Regions from separate parts of the Zea mays genome. Here all the other regions are linked to region 3. The links are chromatin contacts, called in public Hi-C maps. All regions are on one chromosome and are shown on one strand. The core of a region is the stretch at or near the end of the contact, and the rest is flanking DNA. Distances in the headings are between cores, read along the strand shown. Region 1 holds the start of LOC100282973. Region 2 has its middle 21 kb from the start of LOC100857077. Region 3 has its middle 200 kb from the start of LOC100282973.

Region 1 (2,700 bases), core at 165-2,664, 200 kb after region 3:
CGACTCTGACTAGGGACATCATTTAGAATAACCATATAAGTAAAGAATCTCACAAACAATTCACATAATTGCTAATCAATACAAGGTGCCTTCCATGGATATTCAATTAAGTAATATATATATCATGGATACAAAGAAATATGCTCATCTCTATGATTATCTCTAGGGCATATTTCTAACAACGGCGTGGCCGTGCTGAGGGAAGTACATGTCTTCGATTTGTGCGCGCTGCTGTAGGGGGGGGGGGCGTGTTGCAGGCCGAGGTGGCCTTCGCGCTGCATGAGCGCGATCTCTTGTTCGAGCTCCTGGGCTTTCTGCTCTTCGTCGCGTATCATCTGTCGCACCTTAGCTTGTGCAGACACGCGTTGGCGCTTGGCCTCAAGGATTTCTTTTCGCTTCTGGAGGTTACGGTTCTTGATGCGAAGGCACGCAGCTGTAGCTGCTCTTCCGCTGAAACGCCGATGACTTCGCCGTCCTCGATGACGTCCGCGCCCTCTGGTGGAGCGAAGCCTGGGGGAAGTTGCGGTTGTCCTCCAGAGCTGCAGGTGCGAAGACTGCCTTCGGGAGTAGGTTGTTCGTTGCGCTGCCGCTTGCTGAGAGCGTCGTCTTCGGTGGCCTCTTGGTGGGTGGTGTCGACGAGGGCCTTGCCATTTTTCTCGGCCAGCAGTGCTGCCTTCGCAGCCTCGTCAGCCTTCGAGCTAGCTCTGTTGGGTGCCATCGCGGGTGGTTTTTCCGTAGCACAAACGGTGGGCGCCAAATGTTGGAACTTGCTCTCCCGAGCAAGTTGATCCAACGGGGGAGTGAGAGCAACGTAAACAAGGTTTCAATTCGAGATGACAAAAGCTCTGTTAATCTAGCATTTCAAGGGCACTGTGCGGGGGTATTTATAGGTATCTGAGTGCCCAACGTCCTGAGTTAAGGACGCATGTGCCCTCAGGCGCCTAGGTTATCCCCGGAATATTTCCATAAAGCAGGGTTACAAACTGTAATTACAGGGAGACCTTTACAAATTAGACCCGTAATGCGCAGCGGCCACGCAGGGCCTGTTACATGGGTCGGATCACACGTGGGCCTCCATGTTGGACGAGGCCGCGAGATGGGACGACCTCGTCACAGGCCTTCGTCCGGCGACGCGTGAGACGAAGGGTAAGTCTGCCAGTCGTCTTGTCTCCGTTGGTGCAGCGAGATTGACGAAGACATCGAGCGAAGGGTGGCGTCTTCGCCTTCGCCCCAACAATATGTATGATGATACAAAAGTTGACAATATAACACACATTTGTACATAAGTTATCGTATTATTATATATTCTCGTTGGAACACTCATATGATATTTAAACAAGTTACATTTAGTTGACCAAACAAAACCTGAGTCTCTCCACCGTACACGAAAAAGACGGCCCGTTGGCCCGGAATTATTACCGTCTGTTTGTCCTCGTCTCCCTCCGCTGTCCGATTGTGCGCTGTCGCAGCCTCTGCCCTCTCCCAGCCCGCTCCTCCATCTCCGGTGAGACGCGAATTGAATCGCATCGAATCCATGGGCAGCTCCTCGAATACCAACACGAGCGGCGGGGCCAGCGACAAGGAGGAGAAGAAGAAGGAGGACAAGATCAAAGGCAAGGACTCGTCGGGGCCATCCTTCAAGGAGAACGAAAGGGTCCTCGCCTACCACGGCCCCCTCCTCTACGAGGCCAAGGTTCGCTATTTCTTTCCTTCCCTTCCTGGACGACCTCTTACTGAATGGTAGATACACTCATTTGTTACGCTTGTGTTGTGCTGTGTTCCTTAATCCTTGTTAGGGTTAGGAATTAGGATACCATCGGCCCCGGACCCGTTGGTCGATTAGATTCACTACCCCAGCCCCCCTGCGTGCACTATGCTAGCTGTTAGGGTTTAGGCTTTATCATTCACATCCCATCTGATCTATGCATGTTCCTTCTCTTCTTTCTTTGCTTCTTCAGTTTAATGATAACGGAACTTTATATATTCTGTCCCATTTCTCAAGGTTCAAAGGATCGAAAACCATGAAGATGAATGGCGCTACTTTGTCCATTATCTCGTAAGTCTTAGGTCACTCCATTGTGCAAGTATTCTTAAACGCATTGTTTCCTCATTCTTTCTTCACACCTTAACCATTTAGATATATCTTACTCTCACATAAATCAGCATATACCTGGCAATTTCTGCTGTTCTCTAATTCTTTGTCACTTCTCTTGTAGGGTTGGAATAAGAAGTAAGTGTTTCATACTCCATGAGTGGATGGATGTTAGATAAGTCTTCCATGTTTCTCCCTCACATTCGTGCATATATCTTTTGTTATGTTTCCTACCCTACTCCTCCACAGTTATAAAAACCCATTTAATTGTTGCTGTGTTTGTTCTAGCTCATCAGATAGTTCTGTGTCTAGTGGCATACACTGAACCAGTTTGTTTCAGGGATTTGACAGTACACACTCGACCGGGGAGGGAAAGACCACCCTCCCGGTATTCTATTAAGAAGAGACCGAAATATGGTCCCCGTCGAGAAAATCCCCGAACCCTGCCCCTCATCACTAGCGGGCCATCACTGCCCACTCTGCAACGGCCCAGCCGAAGGGTGGCGCGCAGACGTAACCCAGGAGCGGTAGGACATAGCGAGGGGATTTTTTTTAACCAAGCCACAAATTCGCCCCGAGGGGGATCGAACCCAGGGGTGTTAGTCGGA
Region 2 (2,863 bases), core at 17-2,516, 180 kb before region 3:
ATGTGGGTCATGATCCATTTCTCACATATATGTTGACGTCACAAGTGTAATATATCAAAAGACAATGCAATAAAGGCGTAAAGAGAGTAGAGTACTTTATTACATCATGTGAATTATTGTATCTTTAACAAGTATCAAAATCAAAGTAGGGCAGAGTTAAATATGGGCACTCTTCCACAGGAAGGTGACTGACGCATCGTTAGACTTAAAACTCATCATCATCATCAGTGAAGTCTTCAGTATCACCCTCTGATCAAAATATTAGCAAGGGTGAGCTCACTTATGGTCGGAGCTCAGCAAGTGGGGAAAATTAATGCAAGTTAACAAGGTAGGCTATGGATAAGCGGTAATCATTTTAGTTGGTCAATATTTTATTAGCAACACTTGTCTTACTAATAATTGTGTATCCCAAGTATCCCAATTGATCAAAGGTATAATAGTATATCAAAAGCACTTAAGTGAAACCACTTAAGCAAACCGTTGGTAGATCATCAGATCTCAATTTATTGTTCGTCTTTAAGTTCAATTGTCATGTGAGGGTCCAGGTTGCTCTTAACTGTGAGCATGACTGACATATCAGTTTTACACTCTGCAGAGGTGGTACAACTTTACCCACAAGCCATGTATCCCATCTAGTCTGGGTTGATCGGACCCGTAAACACTACCGAGGTGAATGGCTAGGGATCCATTATGAGGCTTTCACAAAATATCCTTAGTACAAAGCTACCGTTAAGGTTTCCACGTCCGTATTGATGGCCCTCTGGGTGAGGTAACTTAGCCAAGACTACCACCCCATGTTAACATGAGCTGTCACCAAACCACTGTCGCCCCTCTTGCCCATCTTTCAGGTAGGGTTGCTAAGCACTAAGTCTATTGTAACACCTCAAATCTATCAAATAAAACAATTCATTACTAGTTGCTAAACTTATTAGAGGATAAAATTTTAAATTTTAAATCAAGTGCTTGATTTCTTTTATTCATTTTTGGAAGATAAATTTTGATTGAATTAATTATTGAGAATTGTTTTAGTAGTATTTCATTATTTCAAAATACAATTAACTTACACATATAATATAAATATTTAGTGTTATTGGATTTATTAGAATTTTTTTAGAAATATTATAAAGTATCAAAAAGAGAAAAGAAGAAAAAAAAGAAAACACACTCACGTACCATCCATATCCATAGGCCACACGCTTGAACGAGGAGGCCAGGCCGATCCCCTTCCCAGCCCATCCCACGGTCCCTCTCTCTCCGTGATTGCATGACAAGTGGGGTCATCATGTCAGTGCCCTCATCTTCAACCCACTGCTCGTTTTCTCTATTTGGTACCGTGTGTCGTTCATTCGTTCGGGCAGTCGCCGCTCACAGGACGCTGCTGCACTCGTCGATTGCTCTACCCCGCCGCCTCGCCTAACCACTGTGGATGTGCTGTACCGACCAAACCCCTACAGAACCGCCGCGACCCTCTCCCTCTCACTCGCGCCTTCTCCTCTCCCCCACTCTTTCTCTCATGTAACGGCTGCCGACAGCCATCAATGGAGTTCAATGGCCGTCCGTCGCAACTCTCTCTCTCTCAGCGTCCCTCTGCTTCCTCCCTCACTCTATAAAATCCCGACCACTTCATCCTCTCCCCACACTCCCAGATCGCTGCCTTCGCGACGTCGCGCCGCTGACGCCCAGACGATCTTCTCCTCTGCTGACCGCCCGATAAACTGTCCAGCCACGCTGCCATCAACTTCCCTTGAGTTTTGCTGCCCCGTCGAGGATCCACTCCAGTGCTCCTCCATTCCCTGCGACGTCTGTGTTAGCCGATAGCCACTGCTCAATTCTCTATGTATTTGCCGTCTGAAGTTGAAAGAGACTAGATATATTTATGTGCTAATTCTTTTGATCTACGTTTAATAGAGAAGCTAGTCTCTCTTGCAGTTTTTTCCTTTTATAAAAAATGAATTTGTGATCTAAACAAGGTAGAAATTATTTTGACAGCTTCAAAATTATGTGACGCACATTTCAAATTAGGGGTTACCGTAATCTTTATGTTATTTTTCATTTGATCTAAGTTATGGCTATTTTAAACGCTTTGTAGACTTTTAAATAAGAAATTTGGAAGAAAAAGCAAGATCACATATTTTTGTAACTAAAAATAGAGTGGTTAGTTTTATATATATTTACTTATAAAATATAAAGTAGTTTAGTATTCAATGCGACATACCATTTGATATTTCAAAAATACTAAAATAAATATAACTAACTAATATAATTGTTACTCGTTAGGTTATAGATGGGTTTACGAAAGTAGTTCTCTCGTGATATGTAGATCATGCAAAGAATTAAAGATAACATTTGTTATTTTCTTTTGCATAAAAACATACTACGACCTATACCTTAGTTTTTGTAAATTAAAATGCTTACATATCTTCTAGGTATATTAATTATAAATTTTCTAAACAAAAGGTTAACATCACTACAGTGAACGAAACAGCTTTCGACGACCAAAGCCGTCGGACATAAGCTTTAAACCGTCGGAGATAGCTTATATCCGACAACATTAATCTATCTCCGACGGCTTTAAGCCGTTGGAGATAAGGCGTCGGAAATAGGATTATGTCCGACGGCTGCCGTCGGACATAAGCTATCTCCGACGGCCGCCACCACCCGTCGAAAATAGTAAATGGCAACCGTTTTACCGATCGGACGGTGGGGCCCACAGACTTATGTCCGATGGCCTGGCGCTACGACGGTTTATATAAAGCCGTCGGACATAACCAGCCTTTATGTCCGACGGCTAACGCTAGGCCGTTGGACATAATAAATTTCAGAAATTACACAAAATTCTGTTTTTTAAAAAATCTGACATTTA
Region 3 (2,854 bases), core at 128-2,627:
GCCTTTTCTGCTTTGGTTACAGAGTCTTGAAAACACCTTCTCTCGGCCTTATTCCACTTCTGCCTTTGTTTCCTTGTGTTGTTATGACGAAGCTAACATCTTTGTCTTCCTCCCTGTCTTGCTCTGAATGTATTTAGTACCAAAGCTCCTAGGATGTGCTAACAACAATGGTTAAATGTGTTTTTGAGGACCTTTGAAAGACGAAGGCCCCAACAAGTTGGGGAGGAAGGAGGGGCATAGGCCTGAGGACCTTAGCCGCTCAGAGTGGGACTCACAGGGACGCACGGTCTAGCTAGTTGTCATGCCTGTGCGCACACAACAGCAAGAACAGGGACGGCGACGTCGTGTGGATAGAGCGGCGAGGCAGGCTGCGTGCGGGCTGCAGCAGAGCCCAAGGGCCTGGTCGTCGTGGTCGCTCGGTGTCGAGGCTGAGGAGGCACCCGACAGTGGGTGCGGCCATGGTGGGTGCCGAGCGCACAGGAGCTGGGCGCGCGGAGGTGAGGTGCGGCTATGGTGGAGCATGCTGATTCCTTCGCCAAAATGTCGCAGAGCTTTCACAATGAAACAAAGGGAGAAGAACAGCAAGGGAGATGGATCCCTCACCCTGCAGCAGGTCCATACACCGGTGGCTTGGACGAGAATGACAATGAGCACGATGAAGGGCGAGGCGAGATGGTTGTACAGCGACCGCAGACTCTGCTATACAGTGATGAGCGCGACATAGCCTCCTCCTCTCAGCGATGTCGGTCCCTTCTTCACGATGACGAACGACGCGACGTCGAGTCCGACGTGCGTAAAGATGTCAATGGAGAATTACCCACCGGGGATTAACTCCCCAGACCCGTACCCATGAACGTCGACCCGCCCCCATCCCCGAACCCAAACCCGACCTCAGGTACGAAAATCTTCCCATACCCATCCCCGACCGGGTACTAAATACCCATGGGGACCCATACCCGACCCGACTATTCAACATTTCAGAATTTCAGCATATAGATTATGGACACAATTCGACATTCATTCCAACATGCATATTTTATAGTATCATCAACATACTCACTTTCCTTGCTCGTCAGCGGTGTTCATCGGCGTCGGCGTCGATGAAGACGCCATCCACGCATCCAGTGAGCGGTCAGACCGTCCGGGTGTCTGGGCGAGCGGCGGTTGACGGGCTCTGCAGGGGCGTCCAGCGAGCGGCGGTCTGACCGTCTAGGCGTCCAAGCAAATCTGGAGAAGGAGACGGCGAGCGGCGGTCCGGCTATCCGGTCATCTAGCGAGCGGCCGTCAGCCCGTCACGCACGCGGTCAAGCATGAGGGATTGAGGGCAAGCGACTGGTTAATTAGTTTAGGTTTTTTTTTACTTTGTTGCCTTGCTTCTTTCCTGCGGGCCTCATTGGTTGGGAATTTGGGATTCTAGAGCCCATAGGTTGTCGGCAGCCCACAAGGCCACAGATAAATGGTCGCTGGAATGCTTGATGGACTCATGATTGTACCGGGTATTTCTCCCCATGGGTAATCGGGTTTAGGTTTAGCCCTCCTAAACCCGAACCCGCCATACCCGATGGTTAAGGAATTTATTCCATATCTATACCCATGGGGATTTGTTTTAATCCATACCCTAACCCTAATAGAGTAATTCCCCACGGGTAATCGGATTTCGGGGCCCCATTGACATCTCTAGACATGCGGCTATGGGCAAGGATTGGACGGGTGTGGGAATTAGAGATGGCAATGGGTATCCGAAACCCGAAACCCGATGGGTTTTTACCCCATTAAGGTACGGGTTTGGGTCAATTTTCATACTCATGGGTTTGTTAATGGGCATAAATGTATACCCGACGAGTTCATGGGTACGGGTTTGTTCCTATAGTACCCAAACCCGTGAACCCGCAGGTTTTTTAAACCCGACCAAAACTAGTGCATATTGTTATTTTATTTTATAAACGAACAACAAACTTGTTATCTACCTATTTACTTCCTAATTTTTATCAAATAGTGAATGTATAAGTAGTTGGTGATAGTGTTGTTTGCTTGTTATTATAGTTATTAATAGCGTTATATATGTGGTGGATGTATAACTTAGTGCAAGGTAACTTAATTATACAATTATTATTTGTATTTAATTATCTCTACTAATATTTTTTATACCAAATTATGAATTCGTTGTTCATTACATAAATTTTGGACCATAATCTCATTAATCATTACGATACTTATTGATTATAAAAAGAATAAGCATATTGGAGATAAAAACCCGCGGGTAACCCGTGGGTACCCGCGAACCCGATGGGTACGGGTTTGGGCAAAATTTCAAACCCGTCATGGGTACGGGTTTTTTAATGGGTGTAAATATTTTTCATGGGTACGGATTTGGGATAGCAAAACCCGGTGGGTTTGTACCCGTTGCCATCTCTAGTGGGAATGGATGGTCGGGCTAAGGTTTATCCAAGCTACTCGCGAGATCGAATGAGAGAACTAGTTACCGAGGGGAGAAGAGAGAGATTTTGTGGCTAACTGATGGGCGTGGCCCACGGAGCATGACACTCCTCCCCCTACGCTCGTTAGATGGGCTGGTGGGCAAGGCGATGGGGTGAAAAGGACTTTCTTTTTCCCTCTTTTTTATTTATTTTCTCTCTTTTTCTTTTTTAAGTATATATGTATATTTATTTATTTACATTAGACCACTCCCAAATAATTCAAAAGCAATAGTTTCTTCTTCCTCTAGACGTAAACATGGCCAAAATCATTTTTAGCAAACAAAAATCGGCTTCGGTATAAAATGTAACACACATATTTGTTCAAAATACACCTGTAAATTCTATGCTAACTCTCCCTTTTAATGAAAAATAAAAGA

Evidence for each region. A called contact is a pair of places that touch in the nucleus more often than the background predicts.
Region 1: a Hi-C map of ear shows a contact between it and region 3, with 1.8 times the contacts expected there. The contact joins the promoter of LOC100282973 here to the enhancer-like site in region 3. A contact is called at or near these places in 4 of 25 Hi-C or Micro-C datasets (ear, leaf and tassel).
Region 2: a contact with region 3 is called in a Hi-C map of ear, with 4 times the contacts expected there. The contact joins two enhancer-like sites. A contact is called at or near these places in 3 of 25 Hi-C or Micro-C datasets (ear, leaf and tassel).

What each region holds. Positions count from the first base shown.
Region 1 is chr5:132,079,593-132,082,292 of Zm-B73-REFERENCE-NAM-5.0, forward strand. LOC100282973 reads left to right here and starts at 1,415. Exons shown (of 11, transcript NM_001155877.1): 1 at 1,415-1,693; 2 at 2,003-2,056; 3 at 2,217-2,230. The coding sequence starts at 1,535.
Region 2 is chr5:131,695,350-131,698,212 of Zm-B73-REFERENCE-NAM-5.0, forward strand. No RefSeq gene overlaps it. Among protein-coding and RNA genes, the nearest start is that of LOC100857077, 21 kb to the left of the region's middle. Within about 2 kb of position 1,267, at least 15 of the 20 cell types and tissues checked have an H3K27ac peak or open chromatin away from gene starts, as enhancers often do. A contact at or near this core is called in ear, leaf and tassel, where this site is marked.
Region 3 is chr5:131,878,279-131,881,132 of Zm-B73-REFERENCE-NAM-5.0, forward strand. No RefSeq gene overlaps it. Among protein-coding and RNA genes, the nearest start is that of LOC100282973, 200 kb to the right of the region's middle. Within about 2 kb of position 1,378, at least 8 of the 20 cell types and tissues checked have an H3K27ac peak or open chromatin away from gene starts, as enhancers often do. A contact at or near this core is called in ear, leaf and tassel, where this site is marked.